3 separate regions of the Mus musculus genome follow, and regions 2 and 3 are each linked to region 1. The links are chromatin contacts, called in public promoter capture Hi-C maps. All regions are on one chromosome and are shown on one strand. The core of a region is the stretch at or near the end of the contact, and the rest is flanking DNA. Distances in the headings are between cores, read along the strand shown. Region 1 holds the start of Ercc6 (excision repair cross-complementing rodent repair deficiency, complementation group 6). Region 2 holds the start of 5830448L01Rik (RIKEN cDNA 5830448L01 gene). Region 3 holds the start of Dcp1a (decapping mRNA 1A).

Region 1 (4,624 bases), core at 1,224-3,723:
AAAATCTACATACTTAAGAGTTTATAGGAACTTCTTTTTCTATTTTTCATGTATAAAGGGATTTATTTTTAAGTTAAAATATATTAATTTAACCAAAATTATCAATACCATTTTAGTCAAAGATAAATTTACAAATGAAATTTTGAGGAAACTGATTTTTAAGCAGGGTAAAGTAAAAAGAAATGAATGACTAGATTAGAGAAGAAAAGCAGGATTCCGTCAATCTGGACTTGGGCAGCTCGCTGGGGATACCTGTAAAAGAAATTTTTCATTGGACATGTGGCGCACACTGTAATCCCAGCACTTGAGAGGTTGAAGCAGCACTGTGAGTTACAGGCCAGCCTGAGCCACACAGCTATACCGTTGGAAAACAAGCAACAAGAACAAAAAGGGGATGTGGAGGGATGGTTGAATCCAGTAGAGCAACAGACACAAAAACTAAAAACCAGACTGTCTGAGGTCAGCAGGCAGCAAGGCAAGGGAGGACACAGGGAGGCAATCTACCACTTTAAGGACCTTGACTACATAAGGGAGAAAGGGTGATAGATAACCCGAGGTTTTGTTGGAAAGTAAAAGAGGAAAAAAAAATTAAAATTAAAAAGTGTGTGTGTGTGTGTGTGTGTACATACATGGCAAGAAAACAACATAATGTCCTTCAGAGATGCTTGAACAGAAAACTGTGCGGCAACCAGGAAAGGTGGAGAAGGCATAGCACTTTCATCTGCCTCTAGCTGGAGAGTGACACCTGGTGCCCACAGATACAAAAGGGAGTTGACAAAGAAGATAACTCCACAAGGAAGAAGCCTGGGCCTTTCCTTGGTCAAAGTTGGGATGGGGGAGGAATGTGAGAAGAATGAGTCTATCCATGAGAAATGAACACTGCAGGCGTGTGCTTTCCAAAATGATGGATTGGCAACACTCCAGTGCTGCCCAGTTCCCTCCTCTTGTAACCAGTAGGCCTTGGAGAAAAGTCATTCCTTGGGATGGTCAGAGAAGTGGTAGAACAAAGGAGTAAGAACTGAAAGGGGCCAAGAAGAGCAGCTGAAGTTAACAGCCTGGAGTTCATGGTGGGAGGGGAAGGAGGGCAAAAAGCTGTTTAGCTTCTAGCTATAGCCAGAAGAGAGCTTGCATGTGTGGGCGAGAGAATGCACATGGGGGTTGGGGGGAGTATAATGTAAAGAAGGATTTGATCAAAGCACTAAAGTTTCAGAGGTGAACTAAATCACACACTGACAAAATTACTGACTCAATCAAATGAGGCATGAGGCAGTTCCCCCTAGTCCCCTGGGAGGCCAGGCATTTAAAGAAAAAATGGCTTTAGTATAGATATATACAAGGGCAACTGTGGTGATGGCCATAAAAAGAAGTTACATAACTCGGCAATTAAGAGAGACCTAAGTAAAACTGTGAAGGTAAGGTGTGAGGTGGCCTCTCTGACAAAGTGTCACTCTAAAAGATTAATGAGATTTGATCAAGGTCAAAAGCAGAGTTAGCATCTCGAAATGAGATAATGAATAAAGGCTGGAACTCAGTGAGAACTTTGTAACCAAAATTCAAGAGCTGATTATAGTATTGCTCGCTGTGTAAATCTTTCAGTCGTTCCAGAAACATCTAAAAGTTACAAAGCTAGGAAACCAGACTTGTGACTTGGGTTTTCTACGGCCACAACCAAGCTGGATTAGGGTCTGGAGAGTTATCTGTACATAAGTACGGTGTTGAAGCGAGAAGGGACAAGTTACACGGGTCCGGGGGCGGGGGGTGGGGGGGTATGCTCTTAAATTATATTTCACTGAAATGGCTCTCAAAAAGTTTAAGGATGCGTGACAACAGCAGGACCCAATTAATGCTCGTAAAAGACCAGTTTTGGATAACAGAGAAATAGCAGTGCAGTGCTAATAGGATGAAGTCAGGAGGAAAAAGACGAGAGGGCTCGGAAGAGAAGGACAGCGGTGAAGATGACACCGCGAAGGGTACCGGGTTACAGCACTTACAGCTCTGTCCCTCCCACTCAACTTTGCATCTTACGGAAGGCGCCGGGTATGCACCACCCTGACTCTCCCTCTCAAGGACACCATCATCGTCATCCAGACCCACCAGAGCCCTGTAGGCCCTGCACGCCGGGCCCCATTCACAAACCCAGAAGCAAATGCAAGGGGCTGGTCCGCGCCCCCACTGCCCCGTGCCCTCCGCTCAGGTGAGAGCCGGCGCCACACGTCACTTCCGGTTTCAGGTGCGCCTGCCGGAAGATATCCGGCCCACGGGCGAAGCCGCGGCTCGCTCGGACGGGCTCCGCCGCAGAAGGCTAGACGCCCACGGCGCGGGGCCACAGCCTCATGGAGAGCCCGAGGCGCAAGTACTCTCACCCGGCCTTCTGTCCGGCTGCCGAACACTCACCCAGAACCACGCGGCTGCCCAAACGAATTCTTCGTCGCTACCGCCGCGACGGAGCGTTGAGACAAACCTTAGCGCATGCGCCCTAGGCCTGTGCTAAGCACCGCCTCTGGGGGCGGGCAGGACCAACGGCGCCTGCGCCTTGCTGAGCCGTTTGTAAGCAAGGGTTTGCCACGTGCGTTGACCAAAGGGAGCCGCGCGTGGCCTTTGTCCTGGGCTAGGTTGGACTGTGTGGTCAGTCTGTAGCCATTTGAGCGGCTTGTATCATTCTTGACAAATGTTATCTAGTTTTATGAATTAAAAGATATTAATAAGTTATTTCTCCGTCACCACCGGTGAAATAAGCCAATTTAAACCAGATTATACTAAAGGCAGGTTTATTGGAAGGCGGTTGTCTGTCGAGTTCACTGGCCCCAAGGGTTGAAGTCGCCATTGTGGGGGTGGGGGTCGTGTATGCGTAGAGAGAGAAGGAGAGAGCAAAATGCCTGGATTTTTTTGGGAGGAACCTCTGAGGGAAGGGCAGCCCAGGCCCTGGGCTGGGAAGTTCAGGGTTATGGGGCAGGGTATGCCAGGTAGGGACTGAGACATGGTATGCCAGGTACGGACTGAAGGATGCTGGGAAAACCTGGAGGCTTTGATATGTAAAATACGCATCTCAGTCCCTTGTCCCTGGGTCTGAAACCAAACTTTCTTTCTTTTCTTTTTTTTTTTTTTTTAAATTTGGTTTTTCGAGACAGGGTTTCTCTGTATAGCCCTGGCTGTCCTGGAACTCACTTTGTAGACCAGGCTAGCCTCGAACTCAGAAATCATTTTTAGAGAAAGAAAAGGGAGTCTGCCAATGAGTGACTAGCTAAAGGTGCTCAAATCCTTTGCTTTGACATCCTCACCTCACCGCCTTAGTCATCTGGCACATCTTAAAACCGAAGAGGAAAACGTACCTTTATGACCGCTCACCAACACCACCCCAAGACCTGGGCAGAGCACCTGAGTGCATGTACAACATGCAGGTCTACAACAGATGGCTTAACTACATTAAGTCACTTAATACTTGTTAACTAATATTAACTATCTAAGCCAAGTAGTAACATTCTTTACCCAACCAAGAATCCTGGAGGTGGTCTCGCTTAGGTGAGAATTTACAAAGAAAAAGCCCAGTTTCCCAAGAGGTAGCTGAATTAAACTGGGAACTAATTAGCCCAGAAATGCCAAGAATAGAGAAGGTGGAATTGTCAGGGTCCTTGGCACGAAGTCCAGTGTAAAGGCACAAAACTTTGGGGGGCAGTAGTGAGAGGCTCCTCACTGCCATCCCCAGCAACCCGCCAGTTTATGAAGCAGAGTCAAAAGATTTCATTAAAGACATTTTAATCAGGGCTTAAGCTCAAAGGTTAAGGAAAGGAGGGGCTCTGCGAAGCAAGTGAAACACACATATATTCGTGCTTCTCAGAGAGCCACGACTGTCATAGCATTAGCCAAATAAATATTACATCTCAAGAGATTGCTAAGAATTCTCTGCACACACCACCCCTCCTATTATCCTTCTCCTAGTAAATCAGATTATAAGGTAACTCTGGAGATACCTTGGGTAGAAGTAAAACCAGGCTTGAGCTGACCAGGTGGCCACCAAACCTCAGGACCTGAATCCTGTCTTCAGGACCCACATGGTAGAAGGAGAGAACCAACTCCCACACCTTGTCCTCTGAACTCCAGGCATGAACATTATCTCTGTTCTCCTTCTCCTGGTCTACTCCTCAAGCTTATAAAGCTAAATTATAAAACCCCTGCCTGTGCCTAGAGGGATGGGATCATTTCCCCTGGCAGTGGTCTCCGAGCCCGCTCTTCCCCATCTCTGCTCTCGCCTATACCTGTGTCTTTACCCAGGTGCCCGTCAAGGACTTCGTTTCCTAACTGTACCGGGGTATTAACAACACAGTTGGAACCACTGCTGTGCTTGTGAAGTTTCTTACATAGGTCTGATGGAAGACCTAACTGTATCACCTAACAACCCTGCCCAACATGAAAACCCACAGCTGACCCAGGCATGGTGGCTCGTGCCTTTAGTGCCAGCTCTTGGGAAGCATAGGCAGGGAATCTTAGTCCAAGGCCAAGCTGCTCTACAGAGCAAGTTCCAAAATAGTCAGGGCTACACAGAGAAACCCTGGCTTGAAAAATCAAAAGAGGAGGAGGAAAGTAGTTTATGGTAAGAGGATGGCTCCTGTGCCCACCTGAGTACTAC
Region 2 (4,624 bases), core at 1,038-3,537, 2.2 Mb before region 1:
CCTGTGAAAAGAAATTTAAGAAAATATAATCAGCAAATTTTTAACAAGTTTTAAGCACTCTATAAAAATAAGACCCTAGGACTTCCTTATATAGTTTTCAACATTCAGCACACAAACTTTGAAACTAGTCTGAATAAGTGAGCTGAAGAGGTTCGTTTTCCATCCTTTACTTCCATACATCAGGTTTGGTGGTGTTTTGGCTTGTTTTTACAATAAGGACATATTCATATGAAACTTACAATGTTTAAAAAAAAAAAGCTTACTACTAACCAACTCACAATGCAATACCTACAAATCTAACTTAAAACATGCAAATTCCATATCTTCATACACAACTTAATCAGAATAGTGTAAACACCCAAAAACAAAATCTTTAGTCACAATATATTAAGTTTTCCAGGATCTAAACAATGTCAGTTGGCCAAACTTAGTTCTTTGACATTTTTACAGCTCCTCATAAAGGGTTAGAAAAACTTATTTTCTCATAGAGTACAATCTGTAGCTTCTACCCAAGCTTAAAGATTCTGATTCTTAGACTAAAGTGATTTTAACTGACTTTAAAAAGCTCCTTCAATGGTCATCTCCCTAAACTCAAGAAACCATTCTTCTACTTCCTGTATCTCATTGCTGAGTAACATCTTTCTGAAGTTGGAGAACTCCATTTTACAAAGGTACATGATTTATTATTATAAAATAGAAATATATAGCCTTGATTTTCCTCTTCAATTTACAAACTCATTTACCTGATTTACCCAAAAATATACTGAAAAAATTTTACAAGAAAAGTCAAAAAAAAAAATCAAACACTTTAAAAAATATAAGGTATAGTGCTTTTATAGCACAATCAATCATTATCCATTTCTTAACACTTTGGCCTTCTGCAGTTTAAATATCAATTTATCAATTCTAGGGGGAAGGTAAGCAATTACTTAAGGGCTTGGAAAATCTTCATTACTTGGAAACTTACAATAAGAATAATATTTAACTTATATTTTCAAATATTTTTGAGCTACACTTTTAGTATTTCTATTAAGTTCTTATAACTTAACGAATCACTATCCAATTTAGTTCAGCAAATATTCAGAAGACAACTCACCACCACCCTAATGTTTGAAAGGAAAACAACTCTGATCAGATAAAATAATAATTTAGTCATCGTACACATCTGTGCTAAAAGAAATTTTAGCTTTCCTCAGAGAGTTTCCATTTTGTAGTTCTGAACACTAACAAGCTTCATTGTCTTTCTTGTTAAGTATAGCCTATTAAACAAAACCAAGTGTAATTGGGCAGCTGCCAAAGGCAAGAAAAGTCATTTCTTTAAGCTGACTACAGACACGCAGACCTACACACATATATACATTCCAACAAAGTTGGAATGTTTTGGGCACACATACATGGCAATCATCTAAAAATGCTGACTAAAGCCAAAAAAAAAAAAAAATCTAGACTTGATCTTCTTTATGACATCTGAAAAACTCACCGTAAAAAACAGTAAAGCATTCACTGTGCAAGATTAAGATCTGCAAATGAATATATGATACTGAGCTAAGTAATAAGACAACTGTATTTTTAAAAGATCACGTCTCAGAAATATTCGCTGATGTATTAACATCATTAAATATTGATGAAATATCAGTGATTTTTTTAATATTAAGGAATGGGGAGCGTACTGATTAGAAAATATGGTTGAGTTATTATGTACAGAATCCAGGAGATATGAGTACAAGAGTTACGTGATTGCTTTTACTGTTTTCCATAACGTCCATTTTAAAAAGTCAGCAGACTACTGCGATGGCATTATCTAAGCTTAACATATGTACAAATTCAGCATATATATTTGGCATGACGTTTTACGCACATTTCAGACACACTATCTTGTTCTGGCTTCAAATTTCACCAACAGTCCTAACTAAAAAGGAAAAGAAGGTTCACAACTGATTGTTTTCGATTTGGGAGGCCTTCGCTTCATCCCAAAGCCCAGCTGACTTTTGATGGAAGTGCACTGCGATTTAAATTAGGGAAAGGGTATACAAAACAACCAACCAACCTCCTTACACTGAAGCTGTAAAGAAACCTAGCCACTTCCAGGAAAGACACCCAAGGTAATGCATTAGGGGGGCTTCAATAAAGAGAGGAGAGTGGAATGGGCAAACAGAAACCCTCACCTGAGGCTGCGAGTGCGCCCGGAGGCTGGAGCCGAGACACCCCTCGGGCTGGACACTCACGCAACTTTTCTCCTCCCAACCCCCACAGCCTAGGAAAGGGATGTCGCTTCGGACGCCCCGGAAGCTTCTGCTACCGAGTCCCCGAAGCAAGGCCTCTCGGTGACGGCTAGAGGCGGAGGAGACGACGGGGAAAAAGAATTCGGGACTCAAATCAACCGGACCGGGTTTGGAAAAGAGAAGTCAAATCAAGTAGCCGGAGAAGAACTCAAAAGGCAAAATTAAGAGGTGGGAAGGGAAAGAGTTTCTTGCGATCCTCCGGTGCCCAACTTCCTTAGAAGCCAGGTGAGCAACGAGCCTCGCGCCGCCCCTGCCGCCTCCACCCGCCCCAACTCACTCCGGGCCTAGGCAGCCGCCCGAGACCTCACTTACCCTCGGCGCCTGGCGGGTGCTTTGGCCTCGGGCCGCCTCCGCCTCTCCGGCTCCCAACGGCCCGCGGGCGGGCGCGGGAGCCCCGCGCGAGAGACCAGTGCCGACCGGTGCCACCGAGAGGGGCGAGGGGCTCTGCTGCCGTCACAGTCCGCGGCTCCGCTTCGGTAAATAGGAAGCTCGGGCGACAGGGGGGGTGGGGGGTGAGCGGCGGCCCCGCAACTTCCCTCCCCACCTCAGGCGCGCCGGCCGGACAGGGCCTAGGCCTCCCTGGCGGCCGCCGCCGGTGCCGAGCCCGCTACGTGCCCCCGCTGGGCCGCCGCCGCCTTCTGCGCCGCCGCCTCCGCCGGTGAATGGTCAGCGCTGGAGTTTGAACAGGGCCCTGAACCATCTCAACGCCATTTGCGCTCCCGGCCCCCCACCTCCTTCCTCCAACAGCCGCTCGCTCCGTCACTCCGCTTCCCACAGGCCCCGCGCGGCCGCCCGACTCCGCAGCCAATCGTACGGCCTCTTACTCAAACCGCCGCGCAGGCGCCGCGCCCCGCACGCGCCGGCTACCACCATTGGTCGGACCGCGTGGCCCGACGGGAGTTGTAGTTCTCTCTTCCGCAAGGTCCTGGTGTCTAAAGCCCGGTTCCGGAGCTGGCGAACGGTATAGGTTCTGGCTAAGGGCCTGCTGGACTTCACCGACTCCGGAGCCAGTCCCAGTTCCTAGCCACGCGACGAGACGCAGGTGCAGCGCGGGAAGGCTCGCGGCACAGTGCAGGCAGCTGTGTCAATCGTTTCCCCTCCAGGGACCCTCCGGTGTCTAGGGACAGAGACTTGTGCAGCTGCGCCGAGCCTGCTGGGCCACCGCCCGGACCTTGGAGGCGGGGAACTTGGGGCCGCCTTTGACCTGGTCTGACGGTGCGAGAGAGCCAACGCAGGTAAACGAGCAGCGAAACCTGGAGCAGTCGGGTGCTGGTCTCCTCGCAGCCGGGATCCGCTTCAGCCGGCCACTTCATCCTCTCTCTCCTTTCTTGTTCAGTCCCCACTACGGAGTTCTGTCCCCTACCTGTTAGCAATGACACCCCACACCCCCACCCCACCCCCGCTCCCCGAGTATTTTATGTTACTAAGGAATTATCGTCATCCTTATCGAACGTGCTTACGGTAATGTGGCTTTAAATTTAAAACACACACACACACACACACACACACTAAAGTGTTGATAGGTAAAATGATCCAATACGTTTATTTTGTTTTAGACTAAGCCTCTGGAAACTGGGAAAGAAGGGAATAAATTAACTGAGGATGTCCTTCGATGTTGGAGCTGTGGGATATGTACACATATGCTATCATACCAGTATTTATGTCTCAAATTGTTCATAATAAAGTTTTGGTTTGGGGGGGACGGATTGTTTGTTTTGGTTTGGGTTTTCAACTAACTAGTCCCGGACAAGAAGGTAGTGAATGATGGACGGAGTATTTTTAAGTTTTCTTCTGCAGAGACTTTTTTTCATGTCAGTGAATCACCTGGTTGAGAAACTTGGAGAGGTTTTATTTTAAACCTTCAATGAGAAAATAGCTTTCTAAAACAGTTTCCCTTAGGAGAAGTGAGTGGTCAGTCATTGGCCTTGCAGCTAATGGAGACTCATCTGAGAAATTAGAAAACTACTAATTGCTTTTAGTGAAAAGACAACCTCTTCTGCCAGATTTGCTTTTAAAGACTCCTCAAATTTCAAGCTCCCTCCACTGTAGTCAATGGATTTTTCCAACAAAGCTAAAAAGGAAAAATAAAAACTTCTGACTGAGAGGATAAGTTAATAGTAGAGTTTTTCTCCAGCATGCCCTTGGTTAGATGCCCTTGGCACTCCCTTCTGCCACCCTCTTAAAAATAAAAAACATGAGCACTTCCCAATAGGAATTTAAGGTGGATTTTCAACACTTGAATTGTTTTCCTTTTGATCCTAAGTTCATAACTTACATTCTTGCATTTGCAGTTTCCCCAGTATCAGCCTGACTGACTTCACAGCAGGCCATCGCCTCTTAAC
Region 3 (4,624 bases), core at 1,077-3,576, 2.0 Mb after region 1:
TAAGTGCAAGCACTATGCCCAGCTTTCTATGTGAATGCCTCAGGCTCTCATGCTTGGGAGGCAAGCACTTCATCCGCTGAGCTGTCTCTTTAGTCTCCAAATTAATCACTTTTGAGCAGGTAAAGCAAGCCACTTTTTATTTATTTATTTATTTATTTTCCTTTTTCCGGAGCTGAGGACCGAACCCAGGGCCTTGGGCTTGCTAGGCAAGCGCTCTACCACTGAGCTAAATCCCCAACCCATGCCACTTTTTAAAACTCTAAACAAATTGTGTACCCATTCAACCCTGTGTTTATATAAGTGTATGCAATGTCTAATCCAACAATATGTCTTCATCTGTAGCCTATGTCTATTTCCACCAGTAAGGAACAGCTAAAGGAAAACACACACATACATACATACACACACACACACACACACACACACACACTTAGCTTTACTTATTATTTTTATGTATTAAGTTTTTTTTTTCAATTAAAAAAGGTGCAGGAATGTTTTGTCAGCATACATATGTCTTTGTAACATATGTGTGTGTGGAGCTTACAGAGGACAGCAGAGGGCATTGGATCTCTTTGGACTAGAGTTACAGATGGATATAAACCAGCATGGGGATGCTGGAAAACTGAGCCAGGTCCTCAGGAAGAGCAGCAAATGCTCGTAGCTACTACTGAGCCACTTCTCCAGCCCCAGTTTTATCTTTGTAAACACAAAAACCTTTCAATTAGGTATCTTAATATTTACAGTCAAGGTATTGTGTACTGCAACTTAAAAAAAGAAAAACCAAACCAAAATAAAAAAACAAAACAAACTTAAGCAGTCTATGGAAGTTTATAGAAAAAGAATAGAACTTTCTTCAACCCTGATACCAGGGTTGAACTCAGAGCCTGGGGCTCATGATGCACAGCTGTGCACCATTGAGCTAAATCCCTACCCTTGGGAAATTTTCTTATAAGATCCTTTGTTTCATTTCTGGAGGATTTAGGAATATTTTCACAAGTTACACATTTTGCGGTTACCAAACACAATTTATTATTTTCAGAACTTTGTTAAGAATCATGGATAGAAACCATTCTCTGCCTTAGGCAAATTTGGTAGGGTTTTAAAATAAACAACTGAAAATGTGACTAAGAAATTGTAACTCGGGGTGGGTATATAGCCCAGTGGTAGAGGAACAGTGCCTGCCTGCTATCAGGGGGTCTTGGGTTTGAGTTCCTGTACTACAAGAAATAAACAAGAAAATCGAACATTAGTATTCTTTCTTTTGCTGCAACAGCGTTAACTCGGGTTTTCAGCGCAGGTGTTGAGCTTTAATGTTCTAAAACCGAACCTCTGTATAGCCCAATGAGTGAATGAGGAAAAACGGAGCACAAGAAAAGGGGCCGTGTACACAGGTGCTTCGAGTTGAGGTTAACTAGAATCTGCGAGTAGACAAAGTAACTTCTGCAACTCTATGCCACTCACACAATCCCAAAAGAAGGGAGCCATCAAAGGTCCTAGCACTGGTCTCTTTTTCTTGCAAACGTCTCCAAGGAATCCAGTTCTTACTGAAGTAGCCTTGAAAATTTTCCTCAAATTCCAGAGATACAGAGTAGTTCGACTAAAGCTGGTCTAACTCCTGAAGCTGATTTTTAAAGCTTCAAATCCAAACCATCACATTTAGGTCGGCAGGGAAAGAGGAGCGGACTCTTCCATCAAGTACATGTATCTAAGAGTCCTCAAAGTCTTCAAACACAGGCTTTCACTCACTTGTTAAAATTAACTTGTCTCATATTTTACCAATGCAACCTCAAGCCCCGAGAACCGACCCAAAAAGACTGATCCTGCCTCGTTTCTCTCCTCCATCCGATTTCCCTGCTCTGTCTCTGGTCTACTCCTTCCGCTACATTCTTTCAATTCCGCGTGCCCCGGTCACCTCTTTGGCTCCGGACCCGGTTTTGGGAGAGGTCCCGGCCTCGCCTTTGCGGTCCTGGGCTCCTGCTTCTCTCCCCCACCCCCAATCCTCAGCTGTCTGCGCGGTCCCTTTAAGAGGCGGCAGCGGCCAGGCTGGCCTTGTCCCCGGCCGGGCCTCACTCACCCACTGGTTGGCTTTGGGGCAGAAAGTGTACAGGGCGACCTGGCCCGTGAGGTCTGCGATGCTGGTGATATAGGGGTCGTGTTGTTTCAAGGCCGCCAGACTCATCTCTTGCTCAGCTCGACTCAACAACTCCATCTTGGATCTCAGAGCCGAGCCCCTCCGGCGGGGGCGGACTGTGGAACAGGAAAGTGCCATCCAGGCAAAGTTCCCCCAGCTCAGTCAGCCCTCCACTTCCGCCTACCGGCCCAGCCTTGCCGAGCGTGGTACTTCAGCTAATCTCATCCGCTGCTCCTGTGCGCCAGGAGCCCTGGTTCCGATTTTCTTCGGGCCGCGTCTGCCGGAAGAGACAGGCCCCCGCGCCTGCGCGGTGGAGCCGTGAGCTGATAGTCCGGAGACCTCTCTCACCTGGCGGGGTGTGAACCGGTTCCCTGAATGAACCTGACTCCTGCCGGGGAGGCTGCACCCCAGCGCAGTCCCTAACTCGGGTTCCGGCGCAGAATCGAAATGCTTGCTGCTGAGGACATGAGGTCTCCACGTACCATTTAGAAAACTCAGACCTGGCTGGAGAGATGGCTCAGCGTTTAAGAGCACTGACTGCTCTTCCGAAAGGTCCTGAGTTCAAATCCCAGCAACCACATGGTGGCTCACAACCATCTGTACAGCTACAGTGTACTCATATACATAAAATAAATAAATCTTTAAAAAAAGAAAAAAGAAAACTCAGTCCAAATGAGGAAGGGGAGCTGTCCGTCACTTCTGACCTCAGAGTGCACCTTCACTCTTAACAGTTTGGTAACTTTTGAAAGAAATGTTTCAAAGCAGCCAAACTAGCCTGCCTGGAACTACAATAGACTTGGCCTACCCTCTTTTGCTCGTCTTTTTCCTCATCTGGGTCCCAGATAAATATTTCTATTGTTCTATAGAGACGTCTATTATTTAAAATAGTAAGTAGATCTCTTTTAAAAAGAAAACATTTATTGGGCATTTTAAGGGATCAGGAAGTACTAAGAGGTAAAGCAAAGTGCTCAGGCTGTTTTCATTGAGTTGCTTTAAAAACCATCGTTTCTCTTTATTGAAGACATCTCAGCACAAATGAACATTTTTGAAAGGATAAACTTTACATTTTCTCAAAGTACCCCCACATATTTGTGTTGCTTGTGGTTTTACATACTAATGGAAGGGCAAACTTTACATTCTTGACAGAACCGCGTGTGAAGCAACTACAAAAGCTGGAACAGCCGCCTATCGGTTATTCACCCTTCACTTCTGTACACACTCACTGATCTTATTGAGTGGTTGCCAGCTCCGAGCTTCCAACTCTTTTGGCTCTAGGAGAAACTAAACGCAAGCAAACAGCCCCATGATAGATGTCTCTCTTTGAATTCCAGAGGGTGGCGTCCTTATTGCCATCTGAGCCAGGAAAGGTAGTGAAGGAACCTCACTACCAGTTCCAGCATGGCAGGCAAGGTTCTGGCAGACCTTGCTCTTCTCCCCTTTTCCCTCTGCCTTGCTAAAAACTGTTAGATTTTATTCCTAACACTAGCCACCAAGGTCTAGTCCCTAATTTAGCCACTTCTTTCTCCTGAGGCCGACTACCAAAGTCCAGCTATAAAAGTATTGAAGTCCAGCAATCAAAAGCCCCCTTTAGTTCACCTAATTAATGTGCCCAATTAAAATTAAACACATCCTACTGTGGGGTTTCCCCTTTTACCTTTATTAACTGCCGTTTGCCTGTGGGCCACTTCTGCCTCGACATCCAGAGGCAGTCCTTTATTCCCTCCTCCCCAAATATCTCTCATTCCCTTCCTCCCCTCCTCTTTGTTTCCTTCCCCTTCGTCCTCTTCCCCTCTCTCCTGTCTTTGTTCATTATCCATGCTCTCTGTCCCTCTGGGGCACATTCATCTCTGTGCTAAGAACATGATGGCCTTGGGGTGTCTCGAGCCGACTTCTGAGGTTGGCTTCGGGTAGGCAGGCTTCAAGGAGTTGCTGAGGTCTGAACTGGTGCTTTGGATGAGTAGGTGTTCCTCGGGAAAGTAAAGCAAGGGCTGAGATTTGCATCGTGACTCGGTGGTGAGGTGGGAACCTAGCATTTAACTGATGCTTTAATTCAGCCCGGAGGGGAAGAGGTGAGTGGCTCACAGTTCCACACTAGTCAGTCGTATTCTGGTATTAGAGTCTCTGGGATCTTTTGCTTCACATCCAGGCTACCTTTTACCCAGTGGTAGAGGGTAGGAGCCCATTACTTTCTTTACCTTCAATTTCCCTCTGTATGCTAATTCCATAGGTTATTTACATTTTTATTTATGTGTGCATGTGTTGGTATAAGTTTATGCTGACATAAGTGTGCAGGGATGCCCGCAGAGACCAGAAGAGAGTGTTGGGCATTTTGGACCTTAACTTATAGGCATTTGTAAGCCTCTGGACCTGAGTGCTGGGGTTACTCGTCAGAGAAGACTGCTCAGACATGGATTTAAGCCAATAAAAACCAATCTTTATTAGCTGGATGGCAACTACACTGGGTGCTTGGGATCCTGAGCCTTTCTCAGGGTC

What was found. Promoter capture Hi-C pulls out the DNA fragments that hold promoters and counts their contacts.
Region 2: a promoter capture Hi-C map of neutrophils shows a contact between it and region 1, with 2.7 times the contacts expected there. The contact joins the promoter of 5830448L01Rik here to the promoter of Ercc6 in region 1.
Region 3: a contact with region 1 is called in a promoter capture Hi-C map of pre-B cells, with 2.2 times the contacts expected there. The contact joins the promoter of Dcp1a here to the promoter of Ercc6 in region 1. A contact is called at or near these places in 3 of 39 promoter capture datasets (liver and pre-B cells), 1 of 484 Hi-C or Micro-C datasets (CD4 T cells) and 1 of 9 other capture datasets (liver).

What each region holds. Positions count from the first base shown.
Region 1 is chr14:32,511,370-32,515,993 of GRCm38.p6, reverse strand. It overlaps Ercc6 (excision repair cross-complementing rodent repair deficiency, complementation group 6), which reads right to left and starts at 2,473. Exons shown (of 21, transcript NM_001081221.2): 1 at 2,395-2,473.
Region 2 is chr14:34,672,331-34,676,954 of GRCm38.p6, reverse strand. It overlaps 5830448L01Rik (RIKEN cDNA 5830448L01 gene), which reads left to right and starts at 2,287. Exons shown (of 1, transcript NR_165636.1): 1 at 2,287-3,984. It overlaps Wapl (WAPL cohesin release factor), which reads right to left and starts at 3,027. Exons shown (of 19, transcript NM_001004436.4): 1 at 2,595-3,027; 2 at 1.
Region 3 is chr14:30,477,267-30,481,890 of GRCm38.p6, reverse strand. Dcp1a (decapping mRNA 1A) reads right to left here and starts at 2,326. Exons shown (of 10, transcript NM_133761.3): 1 at 2,075-2,326. The coding sequence starts at 2,269. It also overlaps a transcript of Cacna1d not described here.